Regions from separate parts of the Mus musculus genome. Here region 2 is linked to region 1. Evidence: chromatin contacts called from public promoter capture Hi-C data. All regions are on one chromosome and are shown on one strand. Each heading gives the region's core, a stretch centred on a gene start, on an enhancer-like site or on the middle of the called end of the contact. The rest is flanking DNA. Distances are from core to core; before and after follow the strand shown.

Region 1 (4,344 bases), core at 1,212-3,711:
AAAAAAAAAAAAAAGAAAGAAAGAAAGGAAAGGAAAGGAAAGGAAAGGAAAGGAAAGGAAAGGAAAAGAAAAGAAAAGAAAAGAAAAGAAAAGAAAAGAAAAGAAAAGAAAGTGAGATCCCGTGGTAGGGGGTTGGGTTGGAGCCCTGACTCAGAGGTTAACAACACAGGCTACTCTTCCAGAGGACCCAGATGGGGTCCCTAACATCGACTCAGCAGCTCCCGTCTGGAACTATGGTTCCAAGGGACCCAACACTCTCTTCTGGCTTCTAGGGGCATTGCATACAGGTTTTATACACACACATGCAGGCAGAACATCAATACACACAAAATAAAACTTTATATAAATAAAGTTCCAGGTCTGTGCCAGAATCAGAGCTCTTGTTTAGTTTCCTGATATTATCCCCTAAGATAGTAATGACACTCAGCAAAAGTCCCCAAAATACACACTGAAGAATGGCTGAATGAATAAATGACTATAAAGCAAGAAAGGCAAGCCAGCAACACACTCCAGAATTCTCAGTCCAGTGGCCGTCACCTGCACTGAAGGACAGTCCCGCCTCTCTCCTGTCCAAGAGCCATGGTGGAGGCTACCTGATAGAGAATTGATGTTTAAAAACCCACTTGAGTAATTCACGGACTGCTATGAATGTAAGGCCAATTGGAGTCCTTTATTTAAGTAGGCAACCAGGAACAGGCTCCTGCCACAAAGATCTCTTGGCCCTGAAGTAAGGCAGTGCACGGTTTATGAAAACAAAAAACCAGGTGTGGGTCAGGGATTTTGTAAGCATCATTCCTCTTTGTCCTGTCATCCAGGATATGACTGAGATGGTGTGGGGTCAGTTATGGGGTTAGAGGCCATTATGTCCAGTCAAGAAGAATGGGGTATGGGATCAGTCTTCAGATTAGTTTATGGGGTTGCAACAGCCCGACTTATAGGCCATTTTAATGTCCAAAGGACCTCAAAGGTCAAAGAAGGCCATCGGCACTAGCTCTGGCACCATACCCACAACTTCAACTGCCCCATGCTCGCTTCCAAGCGCGCTCTCTCTCTCTCTCCCTCTCTCGCTCCCTCCAGGGTCTGGCTGTACTGGAAACTCACTATGTAAACCAGGCTCGCTTCAAACTCACAGAGACCCACCTGCCTCTGCCTTCCAAGTGCTGGGATTGCTTCTTTTCCCTCTAATGTTTTCACAGTCATTAGACGGAATCATATTGAAAAGCAGCTCTGGTTGGCTCTCACTGCAGAAGCTGTCCATAACCCAGGGAAGGTGCTAATAGTATAAGGTCCAGATGCAAAGCTATCTCCCACACCCAACCCACTTTCCTGCTATTTCAACTGTATCTCACCAGTGCCTCAGTTACCACTCCCACTTGCAAGCCAGAGATACAAGCTGACATACACAAGAGTCCCTTGGAGGACCCTATCTGTGTGATGGCACCTTCTCCTGAATTATCTTAACACTTCCAGACCAGGATTCTCTCTGATCAAATGTGTTCTGGACACTGCCACAGCTCTGTTCTCTCAGAGCAACTTCCACTTAACATCCCCTCCAGTGGGAACACATTTGTTTCTGTGCACTTGGGTGTCACTTGCCTGTAGGGCCCACCCTGGGACTCCAGTGTCGCATAGGTGGGTAGAAACTTGGCTGCCTGAAATAAAAGCAAAGCCATTCCTCTCATGAAGCGTGCTCCTTCTCACAAACAAGGAAAGGTGAAGGGTTAGCCCAAGGTCATGGGATTACACCTGGTCAGCCAGGGCGGTGGCATGGTCCTTCAAAGAAGCAAAACACCTGCAATTCCTACGCACTCAACTCCACGAAAGGCAGACGGGGCAACCTGACCCCAAAACTTGTCAGAGGTTGAGTTGTGCAAGCAAGGGTCACTGAAAAGGGTAGCTGTGAGGAAAATCTACCATACAGATATGCCATGCCCACCAGGCCAGTTCAGGGCAACGTTACGGGTGAAGAGCAGGGGAACAACAGCTATCCCCCAGAAAGGGAAACCTGAAAAGTCACTAATATGTAGTGGCCAGGCCTTCCAGAGCTCATCCCGGGGCTCCTCCGATCCGAAAAAACACTCGACATCTCATACGGAGACGACCACGGGGGGTTCCACGAGGGCCGGAGGGAGTGAGGCGCTCCCCTGGCTGATCCAGGCCCTGACGGTTCCCGATTCCAATCTAAACTGTCTGTCCCAAACTCCTGCCCCGACGCGGGGAGACCCTCACCAAAAGAAGGTGTTAGTGCCATCGTCGTAGACTTCAGACTCGGTGCTGCGGCGGCCCTTGAGCAGCGGAGACTCAGATCCCGAGCCTCCGGCGACTCTGCGCTCGCCCCTCCGCATGGCGCCCGGCCTGCGCAGCCCAGTAGGCTGCAGGCGGTGGGCTGGGGTCGCAGTGCTGCCCGGCGGGGTCTCCGCGGGAGTGGGGCGGGGCCGTGAGGCATTGTGGGACGCGTAGTGCGCGCCGGGCCGCAGGGCATGCTGGGCGCTGGAAAGCCCTAAACTGCCCGGTGGGAGGGACGCGGTCCGGTTGCTAGGAGACCGGCCGCGTGCTCCGCCTGACAGAGACTGTACAAGCCGGCTGGCACTGGCTGGTGTTGATAAAGTTCCGAAGACATATAATCTCTGGGGATAGGGACGCAAAAGAGACTCAACCTAAACTGTTGTGGTAGACAGCCCTGCCAAGCAAACTAAACTCCGGAAGCTGAGGCAGGAGGATTGAACGAATCCAAGGACAGCCTGAGTTATTCAAACCTTGAATTAAAAAAAAAAGGAGGCGCCGGGCACTGGTGGCCCATGCCTTTAATCCCAGCACTTGGGAGGCAGAGGCAGGCGGGTCTCTGAGTTCAAGGCCAGCCTGGTCTACAGAGTGAGTTCAAGGACAGCCAGAACTACACAGCGAAACCGTCTCGAAAATGAATGAATGAATGAATAAATAAATAAGATGAAATAGTGATAGAGAAATGGCTTAGCAGTTAAGATCACTGCCTGACCTTCTAGAGGATGGAGTTCAGTTTCCACTCTCACATAGCAGCAGTGGCTCCAATGCCCTCTTCTAGTATCTAGGGCACTGTATACAGTTGGTGTATAGATGCATACACTCAACCAAAACACTTATACACTAATAAATAGATGTAGATAGATAGATAAATTAGATAAATTATTGCCAGACATGATGGCATAGTCCTTTAATCCTAGCACTCAGGTATCAGAGGCAGGAAGATCTATATGTGTTTGAAGCCATCCAAGTCTACACACTGTGAGCTCTAGATCAGCCAAGGCTAGACTCTGTCTCAAACTTTAACGTAAATAAAAATTAATGACTAAATTAGCAGGACCAGTCAAGTTGGATAGTTGAAACTGGTATGGTTAGTTGCTGAGAGTACTTACATTTTGCCAGAGGTAGGGAATGGGCTTCTTGTCTGAGAGTGTGGGTCCTTCTTCAGTTTTCTCAGATGTGTTGGCTTGTGGTGCCACCAGCCTGCAATCCCAGCACTTTGAGGTGGAGGTATATATATCAGGGAGTCTGTGGTTATCCTTCACGTGAGATTAGGAGTTAGATAGATTCCCTGATAGGCAGACAGAGAAGAGAGAGCCTATTGGATATTGAAGATGACAAAATTCAGCCGGGTAGCGGTGGCCCACACCTTTAATCCCAGTACTCAGGAGGCAGAGGCAGGAAGATCTTTGTGAGTTTGGGGCAGCCTGGTCTACATAATGAGATCCTAGAAAACAAAGGCTACAAAGAAAAACTCTATCTTGAAACAAACAAACAAATAAACAATAAGATGGCAGACTCTTGGTTTCTTCTTCACCCTCCTTACCTGAAATAAAAGTCTAGCAGCTTAAAAGAAAGGCCTTGGTGAACCTTTTCTCCACCAGGAGGGTCACCAGTCCAGACAAGCTCAAGGCCAGATCAGGACATGTTTGCCCAAAAGTCGTGGGTTTGTCAGCCTCCCTGTCATTGTTCAAACTGACAAACCATAAATTAGAGGAGTAAGACCCCCCATCCCCCCAGAGATCCTTGGAGCTCTCAGCCTGTGTTGCTGGGTATGGATGGCACCAGTAGTCCAGACCTTTCATTCCAGGTCCCAGGGGCAGGCAGATCTCAGTGAGTTTGGAAGGTTAGTTTAATCTACATAGCAAGTTCAAGTCAGCCTGGGATATATAGTGAGATCCTGTCTCAAACAAACAACCACCCAGCCTTCAAAGGGACTTCAAAAAAGGGCTTCAGAGGGGCTCCTGAAGGCCCCCTTAGATCTGCAGAGGGTCTTTCTAGGTGACCTGTGCAGGGTTTTAGACCCAGGGACAAGGGCTGAAGTGCATATTTTACATACTAAAG
Region 2 (4,344 bases), core at 1,305-3,804, 83 kb before region 1:
CACAAGGACAAATCGACCTGTCTGGCCTGTGGAGGAGAGACGGGTTCAGCCTATGTCCCCCCCTCTATCTACTGGCTTGAAGAATAGAGCAATCAACCCCACCCTCCATGGAAGGGAAGATGCTGTTAGACCACAGCCCCACCAGTTTGGTTTCCTTGTCCCCAAGAAACTCACCTATAGCTTGGGCCAGCGCAATGACCACTTCTTGGCAGGTGGTCTGTTCTGAGACCCCACAGACCACCCTCTGGATGCCGTCCACCCAGACCTTCAGCTCCATGGCCACAAGCTCCAAGACCATCCCTGTCCTGTGGGGAGGGCACAGGCCATGAGATCAGGTCAGGTCTCCCTCTACCAAAGCCTGGCCCTCTTCTCTTGGCTTGCCACAACAACTGGCTCAGGACTGTGGCCTTCAGCCCTGCCCTCCTGTGCCCAGCCCCACCCGCAGGCCACACATTCCTGGAGTGGCTGGGGAACTAGTTTGGCCCTCATGAGCATTTTGAGGCGTCCCCTCCTTCACCAGCCTTCTCTTGCCCCACCCACCCCACTCCACTCCAGGAACGGGGTGAATCATTAACCAGGTCCAGGTTTTCCTGTCCCCCGGTCACCAGGCTCAAAGGCCACTACCCTTTTCACGCGGGCGACCGTCCCCAGGCACATAGTAATGACTATATGCAAATACAACGCCGGCCTCAGTCATGGAAACGCCCCCCCAGGGAGGGAACAGTCTTGGGCCTGGGAGAAGCTGAGAGTCACAACTCAGACAGACCTCCATCTCCGAACCGACCCCAGACCTGAGGAGCGCCCTCTGCCCCACGCCAGTCCCCGGTCCGCCTCTGCAGTCCCTCCCGTCCAGCCAGAGCTCTGGGTTCTGGTGGTCCCGCCCCACTGGGGGGGGTGGGCACAGCCCGCCTCACGGCAGATCCCCGGCAGCGCGGGATCCAGACGTCCCACTCTGCAGCGGACAGACGCAGGTGCAGCACGGCCACCACGCGTCCCTTCACCCAGATTCGCTTCTCCTCGGTCGAAGACGGCTCCCTGATGCCGCGCCCAGTGCTCAGGAGTCTCGAGAACCCGGCACAGCTCACCTGGGTACTTGCTGGCCTTCGGGACTTGGGCGCTTCGGTGCCGCCTCAACCTGCTGTCCCAGCGCCGCGGCGCGCCCAACCTCACGGCCTCATTGGCTCCCGGTCTTCACGCCCCGCCCCACAGCATCCCATTAGCTCGGAGGCGTGTGTCTCCCGCCCCATGCCCACTCCCATTGGCGACCCTTCTCCCACCACGCCCCATTGGCTCGTTACTCGGTCCCGCCCCGGAGGCAACCAGGTGTGGGCGGGGCCCTGAGTTAGGTAGTGGCCGGACGGAGTCGCCCCAGATGCTCACCTCTGTTAATCAATGCGGAAGCGCGTCTGCTGCTGCGTTAGCTCTGGGCTGATTGGCCCAAGTGAGGTGTGCTCCCAGCTCAGACTTCCTCAGCCGACTTTCAAAGTGCTGGTCTCCGCCCACAGAGAGGGCTCCTGACTGGAATCCTGCAACCCTGACGTGCACCCCATCTCAACAATCGCTCTAGGCCTTTTCAGCCCTGCTCCCTAAGGAATCTGTGGCTGAGGACACCGGGAAGAAAGGCCATGAACACTCCCGCCCACCTCGTTCCATTCCGGGCTGCTACCCGAGGGAGGTGGAGTTTAGTGGGCCCTGCACCCTGGTGGGGGAGGGGGTCGTCCCTGAGGCTGACTGGGACAAAGACCCTGGGATCTTTGTCTGAAGCTCCATCCTCTCCCCTCCCCCAACGGATCCAGCGTCCTCCACAGCAGTCCTCCTCTCCCTGAAGCGGGAGGGGGGCGGGGGGCTAATGGCTTCTCTGCTGCCCTGGTGGGGCTCTGTCTGCTCTGCCCCATCGCAATGCTGTGGGAGGAGATTCCCAAGCCCTTGTGGCCATAAGGAAGCAGATGGAAGTATGAGGCTGACAAGGTAGAAGGAACCTTCTGGGCCTCTCTTCTGATCTGAGGCAGAAGCAAGGTCCTTCAGGGTTCACTAGTGGAACTACCATTGGGGAGAGCCCAGAGGTGTGGAGATAAACACAGGAAGGCTTCCAAGAGTTAGGTAGAAGGCTATCAGACACAGCTTCACTTGTTGGCTAGAGTTAGCACAGCCTCTCCAGTCTCTTATCACCATCCTTGACTGCCCCTTAAATCAACTCACTTCCCTAGGACCATTTACATACTCAAGACACCTATACATACTTCTCTCTCTCTCTCTCTCTCTCTCTCTCTCTCTCACACACACACACACACACACACACACACACACACACACCACACTGAATTTACTCATAGGACACCATTGTTTTCCAGTACCAGCCTATCACCACTGGCTAGGGACAGGTAGTTCCCTGGGCCTCCTTGGCTTAGCTGGGTGGGTAGGAATCTGGTTTACAGATCCAGACCATATTGGTACAGAATGCACTCGTGGTCCTGGGCCGGGTCTCCCTGGATGCTTCTGGTAACAGACACCCTCCCCCCTCAGGTACAGAAATCCATGGCAACGGTATAGAATGCTTCCTTCCCTAGGCCTTCTGTGGGTTTAGGCCTCAGGTGAGTTTGGTGGTGAGTTCCTGGGCTGAGGGGGACATGAGTAGGAGTTTCAGGCAAAAGGTTAGCACCTAGCCTGAGTTTAAGTAGGGAAAGAGGGGACAGTAGGGAATATATGTATATACTGGGGATATGTTGCCCAGGAAAGTGACCTGCTGTCCTAGCCTGAAACATAGAGATGAGGACACTTGTGTGAGCAGCAGTCCTATGTCCTATTGAGTAGTCACCTGTAAGCCTCCTCAGAAAGAACTGGCAAGTGCTAACTGGGCCTCTGTGGCACACAGAGAGAGTCCTGTGAGGTTCCCACACCTGGGACACAGGACAGACTCTATTCTGCTTCCGGCCTTCCTTCCTTCCCAGCTCCTGAGCAACATCAAGCATGGCCCCTAAGTCTTGCCAGGAGTCTGAAGATAAGCAGGTATCCCCAGCTCCAGCAGGTGTACAGCCAGACAGCAGTGACTTAGGGTCTCCAGTTGGCACACCTGTCGACAGAGTGGCTCCTTCCTATTCTCAGAGCGCTAAGCTCTACACATCCACACCAATGGGCTGCTCCGTCAAGCAGCAGTAAGGAGGCAGCGGGGTGGGGCGGCCTCCTGGGCTGGGCCAGCCAACGGGCCAGCCTGATCAAACCACAGGGCTCTGAAATTGCAGGTTAGCCCCTGAAACCCTGGACCCACGTACCCTGAGGCTCTTATGGGAACAGAGAGAACTAGAGATCCAGGCACTTCGGTGGGCTGTTCAGAATGGCCACAATGCCCGATACTCCAGCATCCTGCAAGAGGTGGCAGGGGTTCCCTCTGAGCGGTCAGTGGTGAAACCCTCAGCCCAACCCAGGTCCTACCCTGCTGTGGCTCCTACTTTCTGTCTGACCCCAGCCTCAACCACTGAGCCCTCCTCTACCTGATTGCCTCTAACTTTACTCCTTGCATGACTTGACACTCTGCCATACCCTTGATTAAGTTACTGTGCTGGAAATGTCATCCTACTCCCTAGCATGTAGACCCCTGCCCAGACCTGTTAGGGTTTACTCTGCACTGGCCTGTTCTAATATGTGCCTCCAGGGTTTGGTGGCTGTGGGGCCTCCTTTACCTACTCTTCGGAACCCTTGCTTGACCTAGACTAAGGGGTATGATTGCCCCTCCTACCAGGAACTCCAAAAGTCAAGACAAATTCCTGCGGAACCAGGTCCAGAAGCTAACCCTGGAGCTGAAAGCACAGAAGGAACAAGCTCAGCAGGTGATGGGGTGGGATCAGGGATCAGGGCGATGACTTGGCAGGCTGTAGCTACCCACCTAGGGTTGGTCTGAAAGGTGGGGCCACTGGAGGCCTCTCTCACTGGCAGAAATTCCTCATCAGGAGAAACAGCAGTTAGAGGAGAAACTGCAGCAGAACCTCTGGGCAAAGCAGCAGCTGGAGGCTGAGCTTCAGACTTTTCAAAAATCATGCCTTCTGCAGCTAGCCCGTTCCTCTTGGGTGGGACGCGTGCTGAGGTCTCAGACCGGCAGCGTCGAGGTGAGTTTGTGCTCCTGACCTAATACCTCTCAGGCACCCCCCCCCCAACACTTCTTGATCGGTCAGCATGCTTTTGTAGGCAGGTGTCTTTGTCGGGGCTCCCGGCCCGCCTGTCTGAGAAACCTGTCTCCCTTGAGATGCCTCCACAAGGAGCAGTCCTCATTTAGTACACACACAGTGCTGTTAGGGTCAAAAGAAAGAGGCCCTGTGGGGGCAGGGTGACCTCTCTCCAGCTCCCTGTCAG

The links. Capture Hi-C pulls out chosen DNA fragments and counts their contacts.
Region 2: a contact with region 1 is called in a promoter capture Hi-C map of adipose tissue. The contact joins the promoter of Lmntd2 here to the promoter of Ptdss2 in region 1. A contact is called at or near these places in 4 of 39 promoter capture datasets (cranial neural crest, fetal liver, liver and 1 more), 11 of 484 Hi-C or Micro-C datasets (B cells, the G1E-ER4 cell line, Th1 cells and 6 more), 9 of 115 datasets of contacts at active chromatin or transcription factors (the SCID.adh cell line, effector CD8 T cells, embryonic stem cells and 4 more) and 4 of 9 other capture datasets (adipose tissue, liver, macrophages and 1 more).

Annotation. Positions count from the first base shown.
Region 1 is chr7:141,129,403-141,133,746 of GRCm38.p6, reverse strand. Ptdss2 (phosphatidylserine synthase 2) reads right to left here and starts at 2,461. Exons shown (of 12, transcript NM_013782.4): 1 at 2,230-2,461. The coding sequence starts at 2,345.
Region 2 is chr7:141,212,682-141,217,025 of GRCm38.p6, reverse strand. Lmntd2 (lamin tail domain containing 2) reads left to right here and starts at 2,554. Exons shown (of 14, transcript NM_001382822.1): 1 at 2,554-2,591; 2 at 2,949-3,152; 3 at 3,240-3,392; 4 at 3,737-3,824; 5 at 3,945-4,100. The coding sequence starts at 2,968. Rassf7 (Ras association (RalGDS/AF-6) domain family (N-terminal) member 7) reads right to left here and starts at 1,166. Exons shown (of 6, transcript NM_025886.3): 1 at 1,086-1,166; 2 at 175-305; 3 at 1-26. The coding sequence starts at 298.